6 separate regions of the Mus musculus genome follow, and regions 1, 2, 4, 5 and 6 are each linked to region 3. Evidence: chromatin contacts called from public Hi-C, HiChIP or PLAC-seq and promoter capture Hi-C data. All regions are on one chromosome and are shown on one strand. Each heading gives the region's core, a stretch centred on a gene start, on an enhancer-like site or on the middle of the called end of the contact. The rest is flanking DNA. Distances are from core to core; before and after follow the strand shown. Region 1 holds the start of Nsmce3 (NSE3 homolog, SMC5-SMC6 complex component). Region 2 overlaps Apba2 (amyloid beta (A4) precursor protein-binding, family A, member 2). Region 3 holds the start of Fan1 (FANCD2/FANCI-associated nuclease 1). Region 4 overlaps Gm32633 (predicted gene, 32633). Region 5 has its middle 8.6 kb from the start of Gm20670. Region 6 overlaps Gm32633 (predicted gene, 32633).

Evidence for each region. Promoter capture Hi-C pulls out the DNA fragments that hold promoters and counts their contacts. A called contact is a pair of places that touch in the nucleus more often than the background predicts. HiChIP or PLAC-seq counts read pairs in DNA pulled down with a chosen protein or histone mark. Capture Hi-C pulls out chosen DNA fragments and counts their contacts.
Region 1: a contact with region 3 is called in a promoter capture Hi-C map of pancreatic islet. The contact joins the promoter of Nsmce3 here to the promoter of Fan1 in region 3. A contact is called at or near these places in 12 of 39 promoter capture datasets (the 3T3-L1 cell line, the C10 cell line, the HPC-7 cell line and 8 more), 4 of 484 Hi-C or Micro-C datasets (B cells, the G1E-ER4 cell line, erythroblasts and 1 more), 6 of 115 datasets of contacts at active chromatin or transcription factors (bone marrow-derived dendritic cells, bone marrow-derived macrophages, effector CD8 T cells and 2 more) and 3 of 9 other capture datasets (adipose tissue, liver and pancreatic islet).
Region 2: a contact with region 3 is called in an H3K4me3 HiChIP or PLAC-seq map of forebrain, with 4 times the contacts expected there. The contact joins the enhancer-like site here to the promoter of Fan1 in region 3. A contact is called at or near these places in 3 of 39 promoter capture datasets (the HPC-7 cell line, cranial neural crest and maxillary cranial neural crest), 6 of 484 Hi-C or Micro-C datasets (the AtT-20 cell line, embryonic limb bud, embryonic somatosensory cortex and 3 more), 17 of 115 datasets of contacts at active chromatin or transcription factors (T-cell acute lymphoblastic leukemia, astrocytes, bone marrow-derived macrophages and 11 more) and 3 of 9 other capture datasets (adipose tissue, embryonic stem cells and pancreatic islet).
Region 4: a contact with region 3 is called in a promoter capture Hi-C map of hematopoietic stem and progenitor cells, with 2.5 times the contacts expected there. The contact joins the enhancer-like site here to the promoter of Fan1 in region 3. A contact is called at or near these places in 5 of 39 promoter capture datasets (the C10 cell line, hematopoietic stem and progenitor cells, neutrophils and 1 more), 2 of 115 datasets of contacts at active chromatin or transcription factors (bone marrow-derived macrophages and embryonic stem cells) and 3 of 9 other capture datasets (adipose tissue, embryonic stem cells and liver).
Region 5: a contact with region 3 is called in a Hi-C map of erythroblasts, with 2.1 times the contacts expected there. The contact joins the enhancer-like site here to the promoter of Fan1 in region 3. A contact is called at or near these places in 11 of 39 promoter capture datasets (the 3T3-L1 cell line, the C10 cell line, the HPC-7 cell line and 6 more), 6 of 484 Hi-C or Micro-C datasets (B cells, ECoMG-derived neutrophils, embryonic stem cells and 2 more), 9 of 115 datasets of contacts at active chromatin or transcription factors (the NIH/3T3 cell line, T-cell acute lymphoblastic leukemia, effector CD8 T cells and 2 more) and 2 of 9 other capture datasets (adipose tissue and liver).
Region 6: a contact with region 3 is called in a promoter capture Hi-C map of pre-B cells, with 2.1 times the contacts expected there. The contact joins the enhancer-like site here to the promoter of Fan1 in region 3. A contact is called at or near these places in 7 of 39 promoter capture datasets (the 3T3-L1 cell line, the C10 cell line, the HPC-7 cell line and 2 more), 1 of 15 datasets of contacts at CTCF or cohesin (large pre-B cells), 4 of 115 datasets of contacts at active chromatin or transcription factors (bone marrow-derived macrophages, embryonic stem cells and large pre-B cells) and 2 of 9 other capture datasets (adipose tissue and embryonic stem cells).

The regions. Positions count from the first base shown.
Region 1 is chr7:64,870,915-64,875,710 of GRCm38.p6, forward strand. Nsmce3 (NSE3 homolog, SMC5-SMC6 complex component) reads right to left here and starts at 2,126. Exons shown (of 1, transcript NM_023239.5): 1 at 768-2,126. The coding sequence starts at 2,004. The coding sequence ends at 1,165. All of the region lies in intron 2 of Fam189a1 (family with sequence similarity 189, member A1), which reads right to left.
Region 2 is chr7:64,723,936-64,728,647 of GRCm38.p6, forward strand. All of the region lies in intron 6 of Apba2 (amyloid beta (A4) precursor protein-binding, family A, member 2), which reads left to right. Among named protein-coding and RNA genes, the nearest start is that of Nsmce3, 150 kb to the right of the region's middle. Within about 2 kb of position 2,161, at least 33 of the 459 cell types and tissues checked have an H3K27ac peak or open chromatin away from gene starts, as enhancers often do. A contact at or near this core is called in astrocytes and forebrain, where this site is marked.
Region 3 is chr7:64,372,647-64,377,594 of GRCm38.p6, forward strand. Fan1 (FANCD2/FANCI-associated nuclease 1) reads right to left here and starts at 1,410. Exons shown (of 14, transcript NM_177893.4): 1 at 1,289-1,410; 2 at 1-1,108. The coding sequence starts at 857. It overlaps Mphosph10 (M-phase phosphoprotein 10 (U3 small nucleolar ribonucleoprotein)), which reads right to left. Exons shown (of 11, transcript NM_026483.2): 10 at 4,522-4,749; 11 at 3,895-4,158. The coding sequence ends at 4,009.
Region 4 is chr7:63,989,962-63,994,376 of GRCm38.p6, forward strand. All of the region lies in intron 1 of Gm32633 (predicted gene, 32633), which reads left to right. Among named protein-coding and RNA genes, the nearest start is that of Gm32633, 5.3 kb to the left of the region's middle. Within about 2 kb of position 1,795, at least 62 of the 459 cell types and tissues checked have an H3K27ac peak or open chromatin away from gene starts, as enhancers often do. A contact at or near this core is called in hematopoietic stem and progenitor cells and neutrophils, where this site is marked.
Region 5 is chr7:64,046,217-64,051,051 of GRCm38.p6, forward strand. No RefSeq gene overlaps it. Among named protein-coding and RNA genes, the nearest start is that of Gm20670, 8.6 kb to the right of the region's middle. Within about 2 kb of position 2,570, at least 268 of the 459 cell types and tissues checked have an H3K27ac peak or open chromatin away from gene starts, as enhancers often do. A contact at or near this core is called in B cells, ECoMG-derived neutrophils, the HPC-7 cell line and 6 more, where this site is marked.
Region 6 is chr7:64,020,276-64,024,746 of GRCm38.p6, forward strand. Gm32633 (predicted gene, 32633) reads left to right here. Exons shown (of 6, transcript NR_169109.1): 6 at 534-1,134. Among named protein-coding and RNA genes, the nearest start is that of Gm20670, 35 kb to the right of the region's middle. Within about 2 kb of position 1,441, at least 67 of the 459 cell types and tissues checked have an H3K27ac peak or open chromatin away from gene starts, as enhancers often do.

The DNA.
Region 1 (4,796 bases), core at 876-3,375, 500 kb after region 3:
AGGGCTGATTAAAGTCACCTGTCCTCACTGCCACCCTGTTTGTTCTTCTGATGACGAACTTGCAACTCTTCTCAGAACAACAGTACTTACTGCCTGTGCCCAGTGTTTGGCCAGATACTATGAAGAACTCCAAGGAATCTGTGAACTTGTTTCCTGACTCACCTATAGCAACATAAAGTGCCCCTCATCTTGTGGTAGCCTTGTTCACACTGGTCTGTCCGCACCAGACATCACCCTGAGTTCTTCTAAAGAACTATTCTTCCACACCAGGGCTTTGCTCAGCTTTATCTCGTTTCCTATTTATTCACCTTAAGGGCACACTTGATTCTACAGATACACAAGCTAAATTCTTCTGGTGGAACAGGATCTGCACTTGGGCAGTGTGGTTCCCAATCAGGCCTGGTTAATCGATACGACACGACACTGTTTTATAAACCGGAGACCTAACGATTTTTACAACTTGCTCTAATACACATTCACACACTTCTGCAACACCATTGACTTAGCTTATCATGGAAAAAAAAAAAAAGTCTGGAATCATGACATTTCCTTTTTAGCCGCAATTTCTAACAGGGAAACAATAATAATAATAATGGTGAACTGACTCAAAAGTATAGTATTTGTTATACTAGAAAAGAATCTTAAGTAGAACCCATAGGACAACAGAATTATGATTATGAATATAAAAATGCTAGAAAACACATCACATAGATTTCGTGGGACCACAAGTGCTCACACCCAACAGAATATGTATATTTAAAGCTGTGTTGACAAGAAGCTAAAACAATTTTATTTTCAATTTTAAAAAGACTTTTATTTTTCCCCAGGAACTAGTCATTAAGATAATAGCTACCCTGTTTCTTTATCGTCTAGAACATCAAAGCAATTTACCAAAGTGTTCCTTCTTGAATATGTTTGGCATCATACAATTTCATTTAGGTTTAGAAAGTTAGAAAACTCTTTATAAACAAAAAGACAATTAAATGAAAATTTAAAGCTCCAAACCATAATAATAATAATAAAAAAATCAAACAAAAAACCCTGCAACACATCCTAACGCTCCAAGGCCTTTATGCGTAGCAGAATCAAGCTTCCTCCGACCCCCATTCCCCCTGTTCTTTTATACTGGATCTCCAGAGTCCCTCAGACCATAACTCAAAGAGTTCAAGAGGATGTGGCTGGGGCACTAGCAGTTGCAGGTCTAGCCCTACTCTCCTCATCTGCCAAAGCCTCGCAGTATTGTGTGGGCCAGTCTTTGGGGTCCTGGTTATGGACTTTGGCCACAAACTTAAGAACTTTCATCTTGCTGGTTTCCAGGTTGGTTCGCGGGCCCCACTGTAATTCATAGTCCACAGGATCGGTGTGGGGTATCCTCCGGTACTCCAAGTAGCGCTGCCGCACAAAGTCTTCGGTAATGAGTTTCTTTGGGTCGCCAAAAATTAAGTGTTTCTTAGTGGGGTACACTCCGAGCCGTCGCAGGAAGTCCCAGACCTCAGTCTCGGTGATGGTGTTGCCTTTCATGAAGATAAGCCCCAGGACTATCATAAGCAGGCCCGAGATGGGGGTACCCTGATCGCCCCTCATCTCCGCATCCGCCTCCACCGGCTCCAGCATGTTGATGAGGATGTAGCTGTGGCTCTTGGGCTCCAGCTCCACCAGCTTGTACCCGAACACGTATTGCAGGCGCTCGGCGGCCAGCTTCAGAAGGTTGGGGTACACGTCCCGGTAGTCGCCCACCACGTGCTTCAGGATGTCCGTCCGCTTGATCGGGATCTTCTTCTGGTCCTTGATCAGCAGGAACTGCACCAGCTCGGCCACCTTCAGCTCCAGCTGCTTCTGAGTGCGCGGCCCCACGGTCGGGGCCGACAGGGAAGCGCGGGAGCCCTGGGAGGAGCCGCCCGCGGCGCGGGACGTGCTGGGTCCTTCCTCGCCAGCGCCTCCCCAGTCCCGCTCCGGGTCAGCCTGCGTGCTGGGCCGACCGCGGCCCCTCGGCTTCTGCAACATGTCCCCGGTCGGCGGAGAGCAGGCCGCGATCGGGAGCAGCAACCGCCAGAAGACTCCGCCGAGCGAGCGCGCCCCAGAGGCTGGGAGAGAAGCTGCGGCGCGCGCGTGACGTCACGTCGCCGGCGCGCTGCGTCCGGGAGGCGGAGCGATACGACTGGGAGCCAGCCTGCGGGGGCGGGGACTCTTCATAGCTACTGCGCATGCGGAGGGCCTCGGCGCTGGCAGCAGCTCCTCCTGGGCTTTATCCCCAGTTTTAATGAGAATTGAATGGTGTTTATGAGCTCATATAAATAGAAAACAAGAACCAAAACTTCTCGGCAAGTGTGCGGTTGAGTTCTAGGGCACACCTGTTTAGACACGTCTAATAGTTTTTGGTTAGTTTTTAAGCTACAAAGTTTGTCTATGGAACACAAAGGATAAATGTGTGCGGGTGGGAAAATAAAGGGAGAGGAGGAAAAGATCTGGAAAGTCAAGAAAAAAAAAAAAAGAGTTACCGGGCAGTGGTGGCGCACGCCTTTACTCCCAGCACTTGGGAGGCAGCGGCAGGCAGGTCTCTGGGTTCGAGGCCAGCCTGGTCTACAGAGTGAGTTCCGGTGCAGCTAGGGCTACACAGAAAAAACCTGTTTCGAACCCCCCCCCCCCCCCAAATAAAAAAAAGTGTTGACTTGTGCACCAAATGCGGGACATGACAGACTAGGGGACCCTGTCCCGGTATCTGTCCTTGGCAGAGTTCATTCCCACCTGGCCAGTTAATTTCTGTACAATCCCTTGAGTCTGTAAGGGAAGTTATTCTTAAAAGCAAGACTTCTGCAATTTTCAGGTTCACATTCTCTTCATTGAATTTCAGTTAGATGACCATGAGAAACCACGTAAGCACTGCCAATAACGTGACTTAGTTTGGTAATGTGGACTGACCTTTTGGAAGACATGTTTGGGAAAACTGCCGCGGACCCACATCCACAATTTTAGCAGAAACATGTTAGAGGAATGCTAACCCCAGAGGCACTTGCTCTCTCCAGAGATTACCATTTAATTTAGGTTACCAATGATTGGGAGTAGCAATAATGTGAATTTCTTAATTCTCTCTCTTAATATATAAGCTTTAAAATCTCAATAAGAAAGAGAAGAGCTATCATCCTTTATAATTTGTGGTGTGTGTGGCTTGTAGATGGTTTAAATTGTGCAACTCTAATAGACAAAATGAGTCATTTCATTAACTCAAACCATCAGCAGTCTGTTGCTATTACTGCTGTGGATCTCAGCAAATGGGTTTCTTCTCCATTTACTGACAACGGAACTGAGTTTTCCTCTCTCTTTTTTAAAGCTACCAAGAAAATAGGTAAACTATTCAGAGAACGAACTCAAATTGATTTCCTCCTTAATGCAAATATATTCAGAGGAAAGCAATTCAGATCACATTATTTGAATAATAACACCAAAACATGGCCTTATTAAAATTTCATTAAATGTAAGCAGCATAAAATTTTTGTTTATAATTCAATATGAAAATGCACTCTGATAATGGGACCTGCAATGCTAATATAAAATCCCACCCCATGTTGTGATTCAAGTGTTCTGAAATCTAGTGAGCTTTGAGCAGTAACTTTCTATTCCATACAGGGTCTACGAAGACATCATCAAAGGTTGGTCGCAATGGCAGAGGCTGCAACAGTTTGAATGTGTCCTTTAAAGCTTGCATGTTGGAAATGTAATCCCCCCACTGAAGAGGGCTTTGTCCTCATGAGTGAATGAATGCCATGTTCTCTGTAATGAGTTAAGATTAAATCAATTTTGCCATTGTACTCTCTAAACCTCTCACGACACAGTGATGCTCCACAGATGTGGTACCTGGCCCCTAGTCCTCCCACCCTTCAGAGTCACGAGTGGAGGACAATTCTCCTATTTCCAGTTTACTCACTCTGTGCATTATTTTACAGCAACACAAAATGGACCGAGACCAACTAAATAAAACACAGCATCATGACACTCTTCCATTCATCTGCTTCAGTTTCCCTGCATACTGAATTCTGTATTTAAGTTCATCAAAGCCTCCTGCGATCTAAAAAATCTGCAAAAAGGTCCCTCCAGAAGGATCAGTTGTGCCTTGAGCCAAACAATTTCAGCAGCCAAGAGATAAGAGAGAAAAGGAAAATAAGATGAGAGCTGCTGTCAGCCATCAGGCTGCGTTTCAGTATTTTCTGTGTTAATTTCTTCACAGAGAACCATGCGACTCCAGAAGCTAGGCTAGCACCCAAGACTAGAAACCACAGCATCTTTTAGCAGCACCCCCCACACAGACAGCAGATGATCATGACTCAAAACACAGGAAGAAGGATACAGTTTTAAATCTCAAAACACCTTTCTCCATGCCATCCAGGATGCAGACGAGAAAACACAGGCACAGAATGATGTTATTAAAATGGAGGTTAGAAGTTGCAATGAGAAGGTCACCCAGACCCTGCATCCTACTTCCAACCGACAATGGAAACTATGAAGTCCTAACACGGAAGGTGGCAAAGGCAAGAGTCAATGCCTTTGCAAAGGTAACTGCAAACACTGCCTCTTCAGCCTCACACCAACCCTGTGGGGCCTGTTGGTCTATTACTTTCATTCATGGAGAAACAGATAGGTAGAACGTAGACAAGGTGACCCTGAAGAATATAACTTTGGCCTCAGGGAATCTAGACTACAATTCTGGAAAAGCTACCCACACTCCAAATTTCAGCTTCCAGACCAACAATCTGAAACCAAGGAATTCCGAATTCAAAGAATTAGCTGGGATTTGTTTGCTA
Region 2 (4,712 bases), core at 911-3,410, 350 kb after region 3:
TATCCCCTTTGTTTATTCTTTGGTATTTTATCCCACATATTGTTTTGATAAATGTTATCTTTTGCTTCATTCCATTTTTCTGACTTGTTTGTAAGTACAAAGAAAGTTATTGATTTTTTATATTAAATTCTAAACCATTGGTTCAGTCAATTTTCTTAGATTTCTTTTTTTTTTCTTTCAGCCCAAAATACATTCTTATTTGTTTTCTTGGCTTCTTCCTGGCATAGAATCTTACCATCTGCAAATTAGAATGTTTTCCATCCTCCTTTTCTGTTTCCTGTCTCTTTTTCTTCTTGTCTCAATGAATTGGGTAGAAAATAAGGAACAGTGTTGCATAATAGTGGGAAATGCCACTATTAAAGATAAAGCACCACCCTTTTGAGAGACCCATCCTTTTTCTTTATCATAAAATTTTCATACATAGAGAAATTAGCAACAGAACCACCCCCCTCACCCTACACGGTCGCCGGCGTCAGACTCACAGTCACCACCTCTTTACGACTTGTGGTGCTTAGCCTCTATCTGCTTTCTCCTCTGATCTCTAAAGCAATTCCATTTTTCCTTTAAGTATTTCAATTATGTATCTTTAAAATATAGGAACTCTACTAAAAATAACTTCAATGCCATTGCCACAACTAAAATAAAGCTAGCAATCTTTTCTGTGTCATTGGTGCCAGCTAGTGTTTGCTTTTGCCCATGCATGGTGTCCCTCTGAATAGAAATCTAAACAAGCTTCCCTACTGAGCCTGGTTGATAGATTTTATAATCCTCTTCTATCTCTTATAGATCCTGCACTAATCTTTTTCCCCTCTAATTTTCTTTCTGTAGCTGTGAGGAAAACACTATGACCAAAGCCAACTTTGGAGAGACAAGGTGTATTTGATTTACATTTGCCGGTGATGGTTCATCACTGAGGGAAGTCAGAGCAGGGACTTGAGCAGGAGCTTGAATCAGAAGCCATGGAGGGACTGCTGCTTGTTGGCTTGCTCAAAGACTATGTGTTTACCCAGCTTTCTTATATAACCCAGCATCAGTGTTAGGGAAAGTGCCGCCCATAATGAGCTGTGTTCTGCTCCTTCGATTAGCAATCAAGACAAGCCCCCACAGACATGCCCACATCTGATCTAGACAGTTCCTCCAGGGAGGCTGGTTCAGAGGACGCATCATGCTGAAAATTAAAGCTGGCCATGACTGGTTTCTTTTTCATAGCAGTCTTGTTGACACACAGTATAAATCTGCATCGTTCACCTGATGGCACTTTTTGCACCCTAGGCTAGTATGGTTGCTTCCCGATGGCATTGTCTGCATGGTCCTCTGTCTATGCCCAGGAAAATGGTCAGGGTTTAGATATGGAGCAGTCATAATCAGTCTGATTGTGTGGGTAGAACTTCATAAATATCATCTTTTATTAGGAAGCTCACAGAACCTGGTTATCTCTCTTTTGATGATTTTAGTGACAATCAATGATCATTGTCTAGATCCATTTACTGGTTACTGTGATAGCATCCTTTCCTGGCTGTTGGTTCTGTGAACTTCTATATGGACAAACTTCTCCATGTCAGGCATTTGGTTATCCTGATTATAGTGCACACAAGAAAAGCTGGCAAAGTCTTGAATCCTTCACTTTAGCAATGTTTAATAGAGTGGGTTTCCCCACCAACCTGTAAAAGTATAAACAGTGGGCTTAGGGACTATCACTGGGCATCCTTGGGTCACAGCCTGATGAAGTGGCCCTGAAGACATCTTGCTTATAGATGCCTCCATACCTCTAATCAACTGGCCTTTGGAGGTTAGTTCCTAAGTCTTCTCGTGGCAGCCTTAGTGTGTTCCAATAGTCTGACATAATTTATTTATTTTGTCCTGGGAGTGAAGTCAATTATTTATTTTATCGTGGAACAAGGTGAAGTACTGCTTAGAGACTAAAATCTGGGTGAGGTTGAGGCTCCTTGCTGCAGAGCTTAGGAAGTAGTCACATGTGGTATGTGGCACAAAGCTCACAGCAACCCCAATTCCTGATACTTACTGCCATGCATACCCCTCACCCTGACCATGAGCTGGTAAAAGAGTTGAATAGGATGTTGCTTCCAAGATTAGGTTATAGACAGAGCAGTTTGTGCTTCTCTCCCTCTTGCTTGTTCTGTAAGGGAGCCAAGCTGCTGTGCTATGGTCCTCAGCTGCCCTCCAGAGAGGCCAGCAGGCAAGGGACCTAAGTCTCTGCCAACAGCCCTGGCAGGGAAGTTGGAATTGGTTTTTCTTGTTCAGCCCTAAGATCGTAACAGGCTTCACAATTACCTTGACTACAGCCTCCATGGAGATTCTGAGCCAGAGGCCCCAGCTGAGCCATAGCTGGAGTCCCAAGATAATAAGTGTTTGATGTTTTAAGCCACTAAATTCGGGGGTAATTTTTATGCAATTATACTCAATAAACAATAACTAGTATGCTATATTTTCAAAGTTGCACTGCATAATGATTCACAGGGACATTTTTCCTGGGGCTTCGGAGTCCTTGCACTTGAGCTTTCTTGTTCCTTTGTCCCAGGTTCCAATTCTCAATGGGATTGGGGTTATGCTTTTGTCTTAACTCTGCTACTCACGCTCCAGTTCCAGAGACAGCAGTATCGATGTTGCCAAGGATGCAGCCCAGAGGCTCAGTGAGGAGTTCCTGGCTTTTATTCTTGTCTTTCCAGCACAGCCCAGCAGCAATGGACCACCAAATGGCCTCAAGTGGGGGAAGGAACCATCTCCATGCCCGGGGAGGCTCTGGGACCTATAGTTCCTCCCTTCCCATAACACCCTATCCTAGATCCATGCTGTGCCCGTGGCAGCTTTTTGTAATGCTTGGGAGACATAGTTAGTTTTTTGATTATGTCACAAATGAGTATTCAGATTCATTTACCCCCCCCCTTTTTTTGAATTCTTAGAAACAAGCATTTGGGGCTGGAGAGATGGCTCAGTGGTTAAGAGCACTGACTGCTCTTCCAGAGGTCCTGAGTTCAATTCCCAGCAACCACATGGTGGCTCACAACCATCTGTAAGGGATCCAGCGCCCTCTTGTCAAGAGTGCAGGTCTACATGGAAGTAGAGCACTCGAATACATTAAATAAATAAATAAATAAATAAATAAATAAATTTTTCCTTTTTTTAAAAAAACAAAATCTAGTTCAATAAACACCAAGCTTTTGTCAGTATGACTATGACTCTGCAAAGTGCTTGCATGGGTCTAAGATAAACACACAACACAGGGCATGCATAAAGGTGTTCAGTCCCGGCTGCTTCCCTCTTACCTTCTCTGTAGAAGCCTTCCCCATATAGACAGCCATATATAACATTTAACATAGTTAGTAGCATAGTCTTTTTAAGTTTCATATAGGGTCTTATGGGGGGGTCATTCGATGTTTCTTTACATACTTGGTTTATGCAATGGTTAATGTTTCATGTACCATCATTGTCAGCTTCTCTCCCCTCTTTCAGTGAGAGGCAGAGAATTTAGGTTTCCTCTCTCCACCACGCCTTTCTCCTAAACACCGGTCCTAGCCACTCACTCAGGTCCCGCATGGCTCTAGTCACCTTCCAGGCTGCTCCATCAGACCCCAGTGTAGGATGGCTGTGCCCGGGGAGCTCCCAGGATTTTGCGTTCACAAACAGTGCCACAGAAAATGCCCCTTCCTGTTTGTCCAGGTTTTATTTTTAATTTATTATCCTTTTTTCTTAGAAGTCATCCACCCGGATACAGGCTAATACTAGGGTGTCCTTGGCAGAGCTGGAGACTGACCTGCACTAGGCCCTGATCTTTTCTCCTCTGCCAAGGCTTCTCCTCCTTCTGCAGCCACTGACCCTTGTCACTCACTGTATTCTAAAGTACCACACTGTATCACTGTGACTTGTCCCTGTCCACGACAGTCCTGCCTGTCTCAGGCCTGGATTTACAGGTAGCGCCATCTGTTAGTAGCTGAGGCCACTGTGTTCAGGGGGCTTCTTGGAGGAAGGAGCTGCTACAGAGCTGAGCCTTGCTCTGGAATAAGCTGGTGTGAACAGGAGAGCACAGTAGGCCTTAGAGCCTTCCCAGCCAGCCTGGAAGCGATTCCTTCCACACTTAGGGGCTCCTTCTCATGGATTGGCTTTTCATTGACCTGGGTGGCTACCCTGGTATGTGGACTTAAAAGAGTAACACACCCCTCCCCCCAGAATGACACATCAGATGGGTGGCCTTTCTGAGGCTGTGGAAACAGGTGTCTGTCCCTCTGTACCATAGTCCTCACAAGATCTGAGGCCTATTCTCTACCCCCCTCTCCCTCCCACTGTATCCATCTGTCTGTCTCATATCTCTGCACACTTGCAATCCTCTTTTTCTCCTTGGAGCCAGAACTGGGGAATGGCTCACAGTCTGTCCCTGCCCACGTGCTTCACCCCATGGGCTGGCTCCCACCTGCTATTCCTTGAAATGGCTCCAAGGTCACCGCTGGCTGACTTGTCAGGATGCCCAGTACATGGGAGCCCCTTGTAGATGGCCTCCTGCCAGCCGGGTACAGATGGGCCTGTGTCTCTCTCTAAGCCCCTTCTCGTCATGATGCCTGGCAAAGCTAGTTCCTGGGGCCTCCTTCCACCCCCTTGCCCCATGTCCTCCTCGCAGTGACTCACCCATGCCCATAGCTTCAGTTGGCACCCCTCAAAGCTCATTCTTAATCTCTCGTCTAACGTGGGCGTCCTCCTGA
Region 3 (4,948 bases), core at 160-2,659:
CTTTCTTGCTTTACAAGAGTGTCTCCCGGAGAGGATTTCGTGTTACTGACGAGAGTTGAATCTGAGGACAGTAATATGGAAGCATGCTCTGCAGATGCAGGGGTGAGGGCTGGCTCCCCGCAGGAAGCTTTCTGGCTTTCATCTCCCGTTATTTTATTGTTCTTTACCTTCTGTTCTGAAGCATTCTCTTCTTTTAGAGGTGCACATGAATAAATGTTTTCCTTTTGGGAACTGTTCAAAACCTCATCTTTGTCTTCCATCTCTGGACAGTTATCAGTCAGGCTGGTGCCAGGTGTGGACGGAGAAGTCTGTGGGCACTGACTGGCTAGTCCCTCATTCTTAGCGAGTGATTTTTTAGCGTTTAAGTATCGTCTGGACAATTTCGATGTCAGACTTCCCAAAGGCATAATTTCTACACTCTGATTTGGAAGCTCATTTTGATCTTTGGACACTAAGGCATCTTTAAAGTAGGGACTGGTCTGCTGTTGTATGCCCAGTTTTGAACCACATTGGACAGAAATTAAACTTCTCTTTGGTGGTGATAATTTCTGAGGTGTCACATTCTCTAAAGGACCACTGGGTAAATCTGATGTAGGCACAGTTGGACTCATTAATCCAGCCTGAGCAGGCTCTACTTGAACGTCATCACCAACACCGTTGTTAGCACAAGACTCATCAAGGTGCCGAATGAGGTCATACCTGGGCACCATTTTATGACAAGTTGAACATGCAAGTTTAGCAGGTGGTGCACTGTTAAAATACGAAGTAATCGAATGACACTGGCTTTTTGCAGTTTTGCTGGTAGATAAGCTTCTACGGGGTCTTTTTTGATCAGGTGATTTCCTTTGTGACGGCATGACTATTAGAGAAAGTGGGCGACCCAAGAAGAAAATCAGGTCATCTCAGGTAAGGACCGAAATGTTTTACTTTCATTCACTTGGCTTGAATTAGTAAAAACAACAACAAAAAAAAAGGGTCCCTGCTACCTCCTCATCAGTTAATACAGCGGCCACCCCAGGTGAAGGACCCTAAAGGGTTACTTTTACTCTCGCCGTGAACTAATACAAAGTGAAATAGCATTTGATGTCGTTATTCGTTCAACTTCTTCCTACAAAATAAAATACATGAGTTAAAAATATTTTTATACATTTACGGGGTCGGCCGACAACTGAAACGTAGAATGGCAACTTCTGGAACGAGAACCCTGAAGTGGATACAGATCGGAGCGGACCTGCAGCTCCGCGCATGCTCTGTGTCCCTCGCTTCGGAAGGACCAAGCTGCACTTACTTTCAGGGCCTTTCTAAGAACCGTTTGTCTTAAAAAGAGGACGCTGACTCGCTCAGACTCCCCTGAACTCACTGCAGCGGAACAGGCTGAGTCGCTCTCAAAGGGCCACAAGGCGGGCAGTCGCTCTGCGCAGCCCGGACCAGCCAGAGCAAGGCGCTACAGGCATCCCCAGCCGATCCCCGCGTCTTCGCTCCAAGGCTCAGCTAGTGGAGGACAGAGTGATCGAGCAGAAGGCGGACCAAAAGAGAAATGGAGTGTGTAGACTGAGGAAACTGTGACATGATTGTACTCTACTACCTCAAGAGCTTTACACTAAGGTAGCAGAACATTAACCGTTGTGGTGGTAATCCCTTTTTGTTTTGTTTTTTGAGTAAAGGTTTCTCTGTAGACCTACAGACTCACTCTGTAGACCAGGATCACCTCTAACTCAGAGATCATCCTGCCTGTGCCTCCAGAGTCCTGGGATTAAAGCCATGCCGTCATCTCACCCAGCATTCCTAACACAACTAAAAATTAATGAAACGCTATGATACGCTAATCATGATAAATATTTTATGATTAGTTTGACTTGACATGAAAGAAGGACCAGAGAAAGTTAGATGAACAGAGAGAAAATAAATAGAAAAACCAAATAAATCAGGTCAATAATGACAGGAAATGGTCATGATTAATATACTTTAAAGGTAAAACTAGTCCGATTAGACTTAAAATGTAGTTCCTAACTATGTGCACATACAAGAGCCTGGTATAGCAAATTGTTAAAATTTCCACAAAAATACAAACTATGTAATAGTTAAATCACTGCTAAAACTAACACCTTAAAGTGTGGGGAGATGAGATAATTACTCAAAAGTATTTATTCAGAGGAAAAAGATAAATCCTATTTTGAATAAAATTTAGGATGTTTTTGGGCGTGGTGATACACACCTTTAATGCCAGCACTTGGGAGGCAGGAGCAGGCGGATCTGAGATGGAGGGCAGCCTGGTCTACAAGGCTTCTTGTGGCTGCATAGTGTGACTCTGTCTCAGAAACAAACACCAACTTGGGGAGATTTTTAAATGTCCTATTAGTGGGGCCATAGTCAGAGAATGGCCCCCAAACTCATGTGTTAAAATATAATGGCTGGGACTGAAGAGATGGCTCAGCGGTTAAGAGCACTGACTGCTCTTCTGAAGGTCCTGAGTTCAAATCCCAGCAACCACATGGTGGCTCACAACCATCTGTTAGGAGATCTGACGCCCTCTTCTGGGGGTGTCTGCAGACAGCTACAGTGTACTTACATGTAACAGTAAATACATCTTTGGGCCGGAGCAAATGGGACTGAAGAAAGAAGAAAACGTAATGGACAAAGGGGAAAATGTTGGCGTATTTGTTGTATTACATCATTAGGTTCTCATATCTTTACCTCAGTTCCATCTCTTATTCCACCCTTCTCCCTTCCACCTCCCTAACGCTAGGTAGGAAAGAATATTAGAGGGGAAAGGAGGCATAGACTTCTATAGGCTACTTTCTGTTGCTGAGGGTCGTCCATCCTTCTTCATCAGAGTATCCAGCAGTCCAGCAAACCAGCAATTCAGCAATAGCAGATGCAACAGCAGCAGAGGCAGGAGCATGGGGAGCAGCAGCTACCACAGGCTCTCTCCGGGCTCTGGCATTTAGACCCTCTCCAGAGTCCCAGAAGTAAACTATCTGCAACTGGTAAAATCCCCCTAACCCCAACAGAAGACAGTAATATTTCACAGCTGTATATAATCTGAAGCAGCCCCGTATCCCACACCTGGGATTAAAACAAAAACATATTCATATAACCTAACTGGATTTTTAAAGAAACCAAAACTACAGGGGAAGGTGTAAGCCACACACATGAAGGTGCTGTTTTGTGAAAGAAGACACAGTAGTGGGAGAAGAAAATCAAGAAGTCAAAGCACTATGTACACAGACAGCTGGTTATGAGCAAAGCGGCAGGCTCTGGGTGCTTCTCATAGCAGGAAACACGGTGAGAAAGTGGAGAGCACCAGTGCAGGGAGAGGGTGTGGAAGCTCAGGCCTGTTTCACAACCACAAAAACCCACACGCTTTCTATTATTTGGTTTTTGTTCTTCTAGGGTCTAGTGTGATCCAAGCTGGTGTCTAACTCACTATGGAGCTAAGGAAAATCCTGAATTTCTTATCCTCCAGCCTCCATCTTCAGAGTGGCGACATTATGGGTATGCGCCACCTCTGGTCCCAGAAAGGCATTCCAATTAAGTTTGCCACAGCACCATGAAGTCTCAAACAGTTCCCATCAAGCAAATAAGGGTTATTTTTTGTCAACTTGAGGGGAAAAAAAGACCTCAGTTAAGAAAATGCCTCTAAAGACTCCTGTAGGGAAGTCTGTGAGACATTTCCTGGACCAATGACCGACAAAGGCAAAGCCTGGCCCACTATGGGCGGTACAACCCCTTAGGAAATAGTGCTGTGTTGTATGTGAAAGATGGGAAAGCCAGAGAGAACAAGCCCGTAAACTGTTTCTCCATGGTCTTTGATTCAGTTCCTGCCTCCGAGTCCCTCAGTGATGGACTGTAAACTGTAAGATGAAATAAGCCCGTTCCTGTACAAGAGACTTTGGTGATGGTCTTTATTAAAACAACAGGAAACAAACTAAGAGAGGGCTCAGGAATTTTATTATAAAACATAACGATGACAGAAACTTACAGATTTATACATTATATTTAAATATATTACAGCTTTAATTTATGAACAGAAATGTCCTGTTTTTTCTTCTTTATCTTCTCAGGCTGTTTTGCATCATTAATTTGCATTTTTACTTGATCTTGTAATTTAGAAAAGAATGCCTGAGATGACTTTAAGGGCTTATCTTTTCGTTCATCCTGCAGTTAAAACAAAACAGAGATGTTATAAAATGTGGTTATGTAAGAAAACCCAAAGTCTATAGCAGTACATTATGATTACAACAATGAATAAATGCATAAATATGAAAAGCCACTACAAGAATTCAACCAGCTCCCTTAACAAATATTTTCCAGTATTTCAACACCCTTGTATCTTAAGGGGGAAGAAGAGAGAAGAAAGCTTGCCGCCAGACCTGTTTTTGTAAAGATCTGAGAGGCTATAAGATGCTGAGACCACCCTTGAGTAGTATGTCTCTAGAGTGCAGAGGCAGCTCTGACATCCTAGTTGAGAAACAGCCCAATGCATACCCTGCATACTCCCTCGGGCTTCCCCTTATTTACCTTTAACAAGGACACCTTGCCCGTTTTGGTCAACTGTTTGAGCTTCTCTGAAGCTGCTGCTCTGCTGGACTTAGACTGATCTGGGTTGTTCTTTTCAAGCAATTTTTTCCGCTTCTCCTTCTCCTTTATTTTCAAACGCTTCTGATATTTCTTTTTCCTTCGTTCTCGTTTCTTGTCTGTAGCTGTTTTCTCAGCAGCTGTTTTTAGATCTCCAGCTTTATTTTTCTCCTATTAAATAAAACGAACAAACAAACCCTAAACCACCACCATACTAATTGCTATTCTTGATTGTCAACATGACTATACCTGGAATGAACTCTGTCTGCTAAGGGATGAGACGAGCACACAATGGCCAGTGACTGAGTGTCTATGGCAGTATGTGAGATTGCAGAGCGAGCCTTGTTTGGTTCCAACCTCTAGAAACTCT
Region 4 (4,415 bases), core at 545-3,044, 380 kb before region 3:
GACAGGAACCTGGAATCTGGAGCTGACACAGTGACCATATAGCTATGCTGCTTACTGGCTAGTTCCTCAGGGCTTGCTCATCCTGCTTTTGTATAGAACCCAGAGCCAATAGCCCATTTACAATAGGCTGGGCCTTACCCAATGATCACTAGTTAAGAAAATGTCCTATGGGCTTGCCTAAAGCCAGATCTTATGGGGGCATTTTCTTCCTTTGAGATTCCCTCCTCTCAGATGACTATCAGCTGTGTCAAGGTGACCTAAAACTAGCTAGCATAGCATCCAAACCACAGAAGTCTTTTTCTCTTGCAAAACGGAAACTCTGCCTGGTTAAGCAACAAACTTCCCAACTTCCCTCCCAGCTCCAGACAACCATCTTCCCCACCTCTCCATGAAACTGAGGGCTCTGGACACTTTGGATGAGCAGAGAGAGCTATCTGGGTATGTCCTCTGTAACTGGCCGACTTCACTTTGTGTGCCTACCATCCGCAGCTTCCTCCATGGTTTGCAGCAGGTGTCACAGGGGAGGGAGGAGTTTCGGGCTGCAGATTTCACAGGTCCAGGCACCACCTAGAACAATAGCCTGTGCCCAGACCCAGGAAGAATGGAAGTGCGGATGGGTTAGAACCATCCCCATAGGCAGCCCTTCCCTGAGGCAGAACTTCCTATTCAGGCAGGGACCTGGGGCAACATTGCTCCCGTGTTATAGGATGACTCTTGGAGTAGCTGGGAAGGGACAGCCCAAACTACACGCTGAGGAATGCCAGGACCATGAGGAGAAAAGCGAGGAGAGGTGAGGTCCAAACCCAGGTTGCTGCATTTACTAATGTGTCAAAGAGGAAGCATTGTTGAGAAACTCAGTGTGACTGCCTTTTGAGGGCCAGGGATGACAGTAAAGCTGCTGTGGGTGACAGGGTGGCCATAGAGTAGTTGACAGGTGGTGCCACTTTATTGTCAGAAGCAAGGTGGCTACAATTATCTCAGTGAGTGGCCAGCTGGATAACAGCTGGGGCCACCATCCAAAGAGGTGGGCTCGTGGGAAGTCAGCTAGGGTACTACCCAGTTCCAAAAATTAATACCCTGGATGGACATCAAAGAGACTAGAAGCACCCTTTTCCCAAACCCTCTCATCCCATGCCGGTTCTCAGGCAGAGGATCCAGGTTGAAGGAGAGGCGCATTTAGGGCAGATGTACCACCAAGGTGAGTGTGTGAGTGATGAGCCTAGGCTTCCAACAAGGGACCCTAATCATTCCCATTTCGTTGGTTATCCAAGCACAGGGCCATGGGGAGCATCGAGAAGCCTTCAGGACTGGGCCAGTCTGAACTGACTCGGTGTAGAGATGGCAGGGTCTCCATTGTGTCTATTAGAGAAGACCATGGGGAACCAGGCCTGGTATCCCTGCTACATGAGGCAGTCCTGGGAGTAGTCTATCTCCTGTACCCCATAGCAGCTGCTCTTGAGTACCCCACTTACCATTTCTGTAAGGCAAGATAAGATTAAACTGCCCACCCTCCCTTTCAGTTTTGGGAGGTGAAGCCGACTACAAAGGGAATGGCTGTGTCTCTTTTACAGCTGCTCAGGCCTCATGACAGCAAGGGCCAGGCCAGGCTTGAGGAAAAAGCTGGAGTGGTTGGGCCCAGACAGGGCTCCATGGAGCTGCAAGGGGCTTGAGTTTGAAGTCCGCGTGTTGGCATGTGCAGCCCGCTCTTCAGGGCAGATGGTGTTCCCCAGGCTGTGGGTAGAAGCTCCTTTGTAGACAGCATTCACACAGCCTGGGTTTCAACCCAAAATAGCTTCCTCTCCTCACCCCGAGCAGGGTGGCCAGCTGCTCCTCCTGCGCAGGTTCCTGGCCAAGGTGCAGCTCCACCTGGCCCATGTGCGGGTGGCACCAGGCTCCTGTACCTGCAGGGGCAGGCCATATTGGATGCTCAGGGGTGGGGTGGGGGGGCTTCTGTGGAAACCACCCTTGTGAGTTGGCAGTCAGGGCCAAGAAGGGAGGAGCCTTGGAGAACATGATGTAAGGGATTAGCCTGCCCAAGCCTGGAGCCCAGTGACATCCACCTGCCTCCCAGGGCAGCTCTGGAGCCAAGGCTACCCTTTCCCTAATTCATTCTCTATCTGCCCCCCCCCCCCCCCCCCGCAATCCCACCCGCGCATGCGTGCGTGTGTGTGTGTGTGTGTGTGTGTGTGTGTGCGCGCGCGCGCTATTTATTTATTTTTTTTAAATCACCAATAGCAGCCTTCTTCAGAGGCCTCCTGAAAATTTACCTTTCTGTCCAAGTCCAAATTTAGCCCTGACTTCCAGGCCTCTTACCATCTGGGCCTGCCAGGCCTCTGCCAAATGGATCAACCTGCCACAGAGTGGAGAAAACCCACTGCCCTGCTGCTTCCTGCATTGGAAAGCCCACTGTTCCTGCAACACACACCCACTGGGTTCGGGAAAGGCGTCGCTGACGCAGGCTTTGAGGCTATGCCTACCACTCCCTGATCCCCGCCAGGACCATATGCCATTTCACGTTTCAGACCGTGGCCATACACGGTGATAGTATCCATTTCACTTTGCACTGGTGGTCTTTGAAACCAAAGCCAAGAAGGCTGGAGCTGGGATTGAAAACTTGGGCCACCTAGAGCCTCCCTGGAAGGCCAGGCCACCCAGGGAGTGCCCCATGTTCCTTTGTTCCCAGCCAACCTGGATTACATTTGGGCCTCCTAATCAAGCTTTGCAACCCAGGAGGTCAACGTGCTGGTATTTGTAGATCCGTGCCAGACACTAGCCTGGGGAATCAGAGATGTGGACTATAGGTCTCTACTTCTCACAGCTGGCAAAGATGAAGAGAGCCAGGAGGAGGTTGGTCAGGGTGTCTAGAGATTTTCCCCATAGTTTAGTGTAGTTTGTCTTTTATCTCTTGACCACTGCAAATGCCAAATCTAGATAGAAGGAATAGTTCCTCACAGGCAGGGTAGGAGGTGCATGTCCAATCCTGTGGCTCTAGCCCTTCTTCTAGAACCTTCTTGTTTACTTTTGTCCCATAGCCTTGTGGCTGGAGTTAAATACTGGCTTGGCTCATGGTCCACCTTAGTCAGCGGTCCACTGTCTGATTTTCATCTTCAGCCTCTGCAACAAATTGTCAGTGTGGCTCTCAACCTTGGCCAAGCCATGAGTCCATTTTCTAAGGACTGTCTGATACACGAGACAAAGTAAAGAAAGAAGACTGATTATTTTAGGTTCACAGTCTCCAAGGCTGGAAAGTTCAAGGTCATATGGCCACAGCTGGAGATGGCTACCTGCCGCTTCCTAGGCAGGTAGAAGCTGAAAGATAGAGAAAGTATGCGTGCACAAGACAGAGAGGTCTAGCCTCCACTATAGCTAATACATTCTTCTGAGACATCTGCCTTGGTGATCCATTCCCCGCCCCACAGCACAGAGGAACTAACGTTCCTACGCCTGATTATTTAGAGGTCACGCTCAAGCCATAGAATAACCAAGAATTAAGAACAGGACTTTGCAGGCTGGAGAGATCCACCTCTTTGCAGTTAAGATGTACTTTGTGTACTGCTCTCCCAGAGGACCTGAGTTCATGGCCCAGCACCTATGTAGGATGACTTACAGACACGTGTGATTCCAGCTCCAGGGAATCCAACTCCCTCTTCTGCTCTCCATATGTGTACCTATGTGTACATACCCATACATATACACATACTAAAAATAAGTAAATTAAAAAAAAAAAACACCACCACCACCGACAACAACAACAAAAACAGCAACAACAGAAAAACCCAAGAAAACAACTGGAGTTTCTTTTGTTTGTTTGTTTGTTTGTTTGTTTTTGTTTTTTTGAGACAGGGTTTCTCTGTATAGCCCTGGCTGTCCTGGAACTCACTTTGTAGACCAGGCTGGCCTCGAAATCAGAAATCTGCCTGCCTCTGCCTCCCGAGTGCTGGGAAAGGGAACTGGAGGATGCGGGCATCAATCCTGCTACCTCTCACATGCTAAGCGAGCGCTCTACCATTTGAGCTAATCCCCCTCTCAACTGGAGTTCTCAACCCGGCTAGCTGTACTTCTGAATGTTGACCGACTACGGATGCTTGGATTCTGTCCCCTAGGTTCGTGGGAATCCCCTTCTTATCCCATGAATTCTGTGACAGTCAGGGTTATGTAGGGGAACAGAACTGAGTGAGCATATAAAACAAAGGAAATGTATTAGATTGTCTTATAGGATATGTGCTGGGTAGTCTAGCAATGAAAGTCTGCACCCTGGCCAGACTGAGAACTGCGACCTGCTCAGTCCCCAAGGCCAGAAACCTCAATGATCCCAAGCTGGCACTGAGTTATGGAGGATTCCTGGAGATCTGATCTTTAGTTCATGGTGGAAGGTCAAAGAAGCTGGGTTAAGCAACAGCTAAGGATGGCAGCAG
Region 5 (4,835 bases), core at 1,320-3,819, 330 kb before region 3:
ATCATAGGCACATGAAGTAAACAAGCAAATGTAAAAGAAAAGTTTTCAAAGAGTGTGACTAATATGCATTACAGGACGGATGCTGCCTCCAAACAAAACAAAGGACCAGATGACCTCAGCAAGAACATACTTATAGCACCTCATATATTCAGAGGTTAACACCCTTTGCATTAAAAAAAAAAAACAAACCTCCTGGAAGGTCATGTGAAGAAGATGAGGAATCTTCATACACAGCAGTGTCACACATGCCAAAGTCAGAAATGGCTGCTCACATGGAAAAAAAAAATTACCAGCCTCCAGTTTTTTTGGGGGGGGGTCATGGTAAGGTCCTATTCTTGTATCAAAGAAACCTGGCAGCAGAGAGGTTAGAACTAACAAGGTTTTTTTCTCAGGTCATACGCCTACACATATGCACACACAGTCCCAACTTAATGGTGGTTGGACTTAACAGTTTTCCAACTTTATCATGATGCCAAAGTGACACTCATTCAGTCAAAGCCATACCTCGACATTTCAGCAGGATTCTGTCAGGACCCCAGCTCAAGAATGTGCTGCCCACAGTTAAGGTGGGTCTTCCTTCCTCTATAAACTCTATAACTCTATAAATCCAGAAACTTCCTCATGGATAAGCCCAGAGGTGTGTCTCCTTTGTGATTCTAGATTCATTAAGTTGACAATTAAAACATCACACTGGTTAGGTGAGTTAAAGTCATTTTATTTTAAAACTGTTTTCAATTTACAGGGGTTTTATTGGGGTACGACTTTACTGTTATTCAAGATGCATCTTCTTTAAAAGATAAAGAATTCTCTTTCTTCTTTGTTTTTATACATTTTACTGACTATTGCATGTGCATGATCTGTGTGTGTGTGTGTGTGTGTGTGTGTGTGTGTTCGAGAACTAGAGTGTATGCAGTGCACATATCATGTTATACACGTGAAGGTCAGAGGATAACTTTGTGGAGTTGAATCTTTCATTATTTCTACAGTGACTTTCAGGGATTGAACTCAGGTCATTAGGCTTGCTCAGCAAGTCCTTGAGCTACTGAGCCATGCTTGATGATCAAAATCACAATCGGAGATGGAATGTTTGAGGATAATAAAGAAATCTTGATTCTTTAGCCCTCCCACAGGGTCCTAGGCAGTATGGAGTCACTACCTACCCACTATCAGACTGCCACCAGACTTGATACCACAGCTGGACAAAGTCACCCTCAGACCATACTTTGTTCTGTTTCCAATTGTGACATCTAGATCTTCTGGGGGTAGGCATGTCTCAGCCCTAAGGTCACCTAGCTGGTTTCCAAGGTCAGTGTGGGTCTCTGCCCTTGACTCTTCTGTATCCCTGACCTGAGGGGAACCTTGGGTCTAGGCTTGTGGACAGGGTCACATAAGGAGCAGGCTGGCTGCAGGACTCCCCCCACTGTCCTGTAAAAGCTTCAGTTGTGCAAGGCTACCACTTCTTCCTTAGGTGTCTTAGAAAGGTGGCAGCAAACAGTACTCTCAGTGAGAAAACAATTCATGTAACATAGGCACTGGAAAGGCCTAGTCTTTATCTTACTGTTTGAAGCCAGACAGACTCCAATCCTGGCTGTCTTGCTTGTGTGAGCCAGGCGTGCAGTCCACTCTTGCAATGGCTCAGGCTCCTCCTTTGAAAAATTCGGAGGACAGTAATGAACCTTTATGAGCTATGTGTGAGGTTAAACTGAGGTGTGCCCAGACCCAGACCATGGCTTGGCCTTTGGTAAATACTTAATCAGCCTCAGCTCTAGAACATTCTGCTCCAGTTTCTGTGAAGAGTGTGTTAGCATGCATCCCTGTACTTGGTGAATGTCCTTTTGTGAGGGACAGTTTGTGAATGTTCTCCAGCAAGCCATTAACACGCATTGAGCACCTGAGCCAGACAGAAGACATTCTCAGGTGTGATGTTAGGCAGCTAGGCCACTTCAACTGGCCTTTGAGTGTCCTCTGAGGACAGAGAAAGAGGCCACAGGACCCGTGTTTCCCAGCGCCAGGCTGACATCAGTTTCAGTCACCTTCTTCCTTCTTGCACCACGGACCCTCAGTTCCCCAAGTTTATAGGCAATGAAGAAATGGTCTTGTTCAAAAATATCCAAGCCTGAGGAAGACTAGCTAGGGAGATGAGTGTTACAGAAAGGGGAAGACCGAGTCTGGAGCCTCTAGGGCAGGAGCGTGGAGTTGGAGTTCTGGAATCCTTAGCCTGGGGCTGGTGTGCACTTTTGAGTTTCAAGGTTTCCTCCTTAGCTGGCAGCAGGCACTGGAGTGGCCTCCCCCTCCTTCCTCCTCCTCTCCTGCCTTCTCTGTCTTCCCTCCACCCCTCTTCCCTCAGCCTCCCTTCACCCACTTCCCCAAACCTCTCATGCGAGGGGCGTGGGGGTAGGGAGAGCGGGTGGCACCCACTCTGCTGGGAGGCTGCGTGTATTCTGGGCTCTGGCTGGGGTGGTGGGAGAGAAAATGGGTCAGCACAGGCAGCGACATGGCTGGGGCTGGAGGACAGGGCTTCTGTCTGCTGGTGTCTCCGGTGCAACTGGAGATGGCACGTGACATGGGTGGGCGGGGCTGCCTGTCCACCGCGGGAATGGGGGCTTGAGCGGCTGCTGCGAGACTTCAGGACACCGGTGACTGCCGCCTACCGTCCCTGACCCAGGCCACAGGCTCCCAGATTAATCTCGGAGTTGTCGCTTGTCTGACTACACTGTTCTGGGGACTGTTGGGGAGATGGGTGTGCAAGACGCCCTAGTGACCCCTGTCTTCTGCCTGCCTGTTGTTCTAAACGGCTTCCTCTGGTCAGCTCTCATTCAAGGTGCCATCTTCCTCCCTGCCCCTGGTGTCAGCCACATGTTTCAGCACCCTAAGCCAGTTTCCTGGGGCGGGGCGGGTAGGTTACAGGGTGCTCCATCACCCATCCCCAGGGACAGATCTCTAAATGTCTAGATGGCTCTTACCCTAGCCACTCTGGCTGTGGCCATTCCTAAGGCAAGCGTGACTGCGTTTTGCCCTAGCAGTCCTGAGATGCCTGCCTCTGCAGAATAGCTTAGAGCAAGAAATGGCCCCCAAACCTAAGGACTAGGGGTCTGGGCTAGCCCTAGTAACTATTCAACTTGTCCTTAGTATCTCACGATGTCGGACAGTGTTCCAGGCACCCTGAACTCTCCTGCCCTGGGCCTCTGTAGAAAGAGATAAGAAAGGCTTTCACTGAAAATTTCCCTGCCCCCCTGGTTCCCTCACGTAATCTGGAGGCCTTGTTAGCTAGCTTGCCACAGTTCCTGTTGCTGATAGTGGGATGCTGGCCTTAGACAACGCTTTGCTTGGACTAAGTCTCTCTGAAAAGGGAGATCTTGAGGGGCTTGGGCTTGGCCCAGTCTCCCTCCAGGACTGCCAGGTTTGAGAAGTTATTTCCTGGTCAAATATGAAGTCTATGTTTACTGCACCGTGGTACACATACACCCTTTTGTGTATTCAGCTCCATTTAGCGCTATGACACAGGCAACCGCTTCTGTCCTCTTACTATCCCAACCCCCCCTCGTCTGTATCTAGGTTGGTTGCCAGTGTGGCCCCATTGTTTGGCAAGCACTAGTTGTCTCCCAGGACTGCTGTTAGTTTGTGAGCTGTCCTCCTGTGTGTTCAGTCAGTGAAATACCCCAAGGGGTAGGACAGGGAAGCGGGACAGGAAGAGGGTAGAGAGAGGAGATGGGTGAAAAGTGTCTGGGGCTGAAGAGGCTCTGGGGAAGTGACAGGCTCAGCTCTGCTGAGCAGTAGCCTACAGCCAGACAGAACTGCTGATGAGGGAGCTATCCTGTCTCTTCATGCCTCTCCCTGTTGAGGGAGAGAGGAAGGGTCCTTACCTGCCATTCTCAGGGGTACCTAGGTCGGCTAAGCCTAGGTGCTACAGAATGGAAGAAATATTGACACCCCACCCCCCCCACACTAAGTCTAGAACTCTCAATCTCCCTATTAAATCCACCCACTGACCCCATGATCATGAATTTTTTTTTTCTCCTTAAGAAAATGGCAAATAGGACAAAGTTATATGGCTTTTGAGCGTGACCCATAGAAAATCAGAACTCTTTGTTTCTGATCCAGCAGGCCTTTGAGGAGGGAGAGCTTGGGCCCTGTCTCCGCCCACCCAGGATTCTTCACCTCTGGGTTGAACTGTGGCCAGTACTGCTGATTCTGCCCTTGGCGACACACGGGCCGCACCAGGCTCTGCCAGCTGGCTGCAAGGCTCTAGGATTTCAGACCAGTCATCAAACATAAATACAGAGCCCTGTGGGCCTCTTGAACACTACTCCCAAGAAAAGCAAGGCAGGGGCCCTGCCAATTCAGTTATGAGAAAGATAGCAATTTAGTTTAACTTTGTTGTATTTGGCTTTTTAGTCTACTTATCACCTTCTAGAATCTTCCTTCCTCTCCCTAAACTCCAGCCGAGTTCTAAGGTTCAGAAGTTCTCAGGGAAACCAACACTGGGTATAAAGACTTAGAAGACTTTTTAAATTTTATTTTATTTTTATTTTTTATGAAGTAACTCTCTTTAATGTCTGTTTATGGTCAGGAGCTGTCTGCAGCCTCCCATAGCAACGTCTGATTAAACAGTGCCCAAGCTATCCTGGGGCAATAGACAGATAATTGCCCTGCTTAATTTCCCCATTTGATGCATAATGAAAGCCTTGCTCATTTTGAATGTGTGGGAAAGAGACAACTTCAATATATTTGGACCTGAAGATGAATTTTTAGTATTGCTGTCCTGGCACACAGTACTGTGGCCCTGGTTATCTCTGTCATAGGTATTACACACATTTGAAAACAGAACAAGCTGT
Region 6 (4,471 bases), core at 191-2,690, 350 kb before region 3:
TGGGATCCTTGCTGTGGAGTTAACTACTGCTGTGGAACCGGCCTTGCAGACAGAGTGGCATGATTAAAATGAATCTGTCACAGTGAGCAAGGGTCTGGGAGACAACAGGGATCAACCACGCTGTTTTCACTTGGGGTCTGACCTGGTTAGAGTTGGATGGTGCCTGAGCCCTGGCAATCTCAGATGCATTTTTTCGCATATCTAGCTCCTGTGCAGAGACAGCTTAGACATTCAGGGCTTCTAGGTGTCCCCCTCTGCTTCTCCCTCCCTAGGGTCTTCTCTCCACTATGAACAACCTTCTTCTGGACATTTGAAGCTCCTAAGGGAGGGTCCTAAGAGAGGCAGGCAGAAGCAAGCATGAGAAGAACTTGGAATTTGCTGAGTGTCATCACCGAGTCTCAAATCAAGGATGGCCATTATGATTCGGCCTTTAGGATTGAATATAAGGGAGGGAAAAGCAGGGCTTCTTCTTTCCAGTCCTTACCTGAGCATTGCAGGGCATTAACACAATTGCCTGCTTCTGTTGCCTGCAGGGCCAACAGGGATAGTAGCAAGCAGCGGAAACTGTCCCTGAAGCCAAATGGAGCCTTCCCTTGGTCACCGTGGCTTTTTGGATCACCACATTTTCCTAGTTTTTCTACAAATCAATTTTCTTCAAGGAGAAGCGTTTGAATTTTTAGCTGGTACAAACAAACAAACAAACAAACAAACCAACCAACCAACCACCACCAGCCACTGCAGAGGCTACGGAAGCTCACTCAGTCTAAGGTAGCCAGCTTGTGCCTCCGGCGGCCCGGGAAGGTCACTATGGGATAGGAAAAGAGTTCACAAAAGTACCGCCTTGCTGCCCTGAGGTAGTAGGGGAGGGATGAGGAAGAGAGGTCTTCATAGAAGAGGAGGCCAGGGGTTGGAGAGATGGCTCAGTGGTTAAGAGCACTGACTGCTCTTCCAAAGGTCTTGAGTTCAAATCCCAGCCCAGCAACCACATCGTGGCTTACAACCATCTGTAATGAGATCTGATGCCCTCTTCTGGTGTGTCTGAAGACAGCTGCAGTGTACTTACATAAAATAATAAATAAATCTTAAAAAAAAAAAAAGAAGAAGAAGAGGCGGCCATGTGTTGCCTGAAAGACCTTCCATTCACACTGGGTGGTTTTTGGAGGGTGTGGCAGGGTGGTGGGGCTGCAGAGAAGCAGCTACCAACATCCACGGTCTCCAGTGTTCTGCCCATGTGCTGTCTGTCCACTCCCTCAGCAGAACATGCCTTCAAGGAAGACCCCAAGCTCAGCACTGTGGCAGAGCCCCTCCCCTCCACCCACTGAGCTTTGCTTTATAGGGAGCAAAGGCCTCTGGAGCCCAAGGAGAGAGCTCTCATATCCCCATCTCCAGTACCAGCTGGCAGCTGTGACAGGATTCCCAGGCGATGACCTCACAAACCTGTGCACTGTCATTACAATTGCCAGCACTGCCAGCCGGGAGCAGCAGAGCCCCCACTTCAGTGTGACCTACTTCTTCTGGCTCTGAAATCACACTCTGAGATTGCTGCCTCCTTCACTCCAAAGAATGCACACACACGTTTGTAGGGAGAGCACATTAAAGAGTCTCCGCCCCTCACATCCCACTGAAAGCAAAATCACACTGCAAGCAACTATAGCTAAGTGTGGGGGTTGGAGAGAAGGAGTAATGACTGTCATGGAGGCAGGGATTGCTCTCTGGGGTGTGGACAGACGCCCAGTGCCAAGCAAGGAATGAGGGTGTGGCCGCACTACTCAGCTAGTCCCTCAGACAAGGGGCTCAAAAGAGCATCATAGCACATGTTGGTTAGGATTCTCTATAGGCACAGAGCCCCAATTGGGTGAGTACGTATTATGCAGCCATTGATTAGATTGGCTTATATGATAGACACAGCCCAGCAATGGCTGTCTGCATGCTACCAAGGCTGAAAACACATTTACTGCTTATTAGTCCAATTGGCTACCTCAGCAGCCCCAATCTAATCTAGTGCTAAAGGTCTGAGGAATCCAGGAGAGTCTGGTGTTCTGTCCATGGAAGATGGGCTCCAAGGTCAGCAGCAAAATAGGAAGGACACATTTACTAGCCAGAAGCAAAGGCAATCTGGGAGTGGTGAGATAGGCCTTTTCTGTGAGTTTGAGGACAGCATAATCTACATACAGGGTGTGTGTGTGTGTGTGTGTGTGTGTGTGTGTGTGTGTGTGTGTGTGTGTGTGCAAAGGCAAGCAGGCAGGTGACTTTCTCTGACCTCTTTCTGTCTGGGTTACTGCTGCTGACAGGAACTGTCCACTTGGGGTAGAGCCTTCTCTCAGTTGACTCTTTCTGGTAGATCTTACAGACCTGCCCAGAGGTCTGTCTCTTAGTTAACTCTAGAGCCAATCATGTTGATAACCAGGATCCACACAGTGAGAGTCCAAACCATGTAATCTCACATTTCCTGTTGCAACTTTCTAGTTTCAACACTCCCAACAGAGATGGGCTCTGTAAAAGGTTGTGGACAGATCCTAATTCAGGCTGGCCACAGGTGTCATAAGGGAGGATGCTTGAGCTTGAATATGAACTTGAATTTCCCCCAGAGGCCTGGTGTGGAAGGTGTCCTTCCTACCCACGTGGTGCCTTTGAGAGTTGGCGGACCTTTAAGAGGTGGGGCCTCGGAAGAGTTCTGTTACTTACTCTCTGGGGGCATTGAAAGGAAGTGGGACCCGCCCCTTTTTTCTTCCTTTCTGTGGGCCCTGAGGTAAAAGGGATACTTGCCCCACCCTTCCACCTTGATGTCCTGATAGAGGCCCAGAGCAAAGGGCTGGCTGACCACCTCCCCAAATGAGCCACAATGACATATTTCCCCCTGTATATATCGATGTATTGCAGAGATTTGTCACAGGAATAGAAACCTGGCTGACAAAGGAAGGTTAGACACATGGGAAAAGACCTGCAGAACACATGCACAGAGGACAGATCATGTGACCAGGTAACAAGTGGGCAGCTGTCTGCAGGCCAAGGAGAGTGGCCTCCCAGGAGCCAGACTTGTCAACACCATGGTCTCAAATTTCCACTCCCTAGAACTGTAAGAAAGTAAATTTCGGTTATTTACACTGCCCAGTAAGTGGCATTTTGTTACGGGAGCTCTAGAAAACCAATACATACACCAACACATTTTGATTTTTTTTTTTTTTTAAATTTACTGGGTAGGATAAGTCAGCTGATTTCCATTGCTGCTGCTGGTGCCGGGAAGTGCAGAGCCAAATGATCAGTTGGAGTGACCACAGTGCCTGGAGTGAGTCCACATTTGGGGAATATGATACCAGATCAGTATAGGAGTGAGGGAGTGGTAAGTGAGGGGCGTGGAGAGTGGGGGTGTGGAGAGGGAGGGGTAGGATACATTCCTTGTGAATATGGTTCCCACCTCATAAAATGGGTTTGGTTTCTCTAGATCCCCATATCCCAACTTCACTGCTATGGGTGACATCTGGGACACTTATATTCTCAAGTGTGTATGCTGGCAGTGTATATGTGCTCTGAGCTACGGGGTGCCCACACATTCACCTTTCACTAGGGGACACAGAAAGGACATTTTTATTTTTAGATTTGTGTGTATGTGTATGTATGTATGCCTGTATTATGTGTGTATATGTATGTGTGCAATGTATGTGTGCATATGTGTGTACATGTGTGCATATATGTGTACATGTGTGCACATGTGTATGTGTATATGTGTGTATATATGATTATGTGTATGTATATATGTGTGTATGCATGTGTGCATATGTGTGTATATGAGTGTATGTGTGTGATATGTGTGTATGTGCACATATGTGTATGAGTATATATGTATGCATGTGTGCATATGTGTGTATGTATGTATGTATGTATGTGTATATGTGTGTTTGTGTGTGAGTGTGTATGTGTATGTACATGACCATGGAGGTGAGAAGAGGGCATTGGATCCCTGGGGAACTACCAGTATGGAAACAGGAAGGGGAATGCTGGTGTATAGCTAGCTTTCTCCTGTTTCCCCTTTCATTCAGGCTGGAGTCCAGCTCATGGCATGATGCCGCCCACATTTGGAGTGAACCTTTCCTCCTCAGCCAAATCTCTATGGAAACACCCTCACAGACACATCCAGAAGTGTGCTTTCTAGATAACTGGAAGTGCAGTCAAGTTGACAATCAAGATTAGCTCTCATCCCACCCAGCCCATCTGGGTTCAGGCTCCAGACATTCCTGCATGGAACCCAGACTCCTGGGGAGAAGCACAGCCATGAAACAATGGCTAGAATCCACACACGGTGAGGGCTGCCAGCTGCTCCAGATTTCCATGATCATGCACCAGACGTCTGCCATCCCACGGTGTGGCCTATGTTGAAGCTTCCTTAGTTCCAGAATGGTTTCCAAGCTTGGTTCTGTGTCTTGGCCCCCACTTCCCTGATTAAAGGACAGTTGGGCTGATCACTAGGCACTGG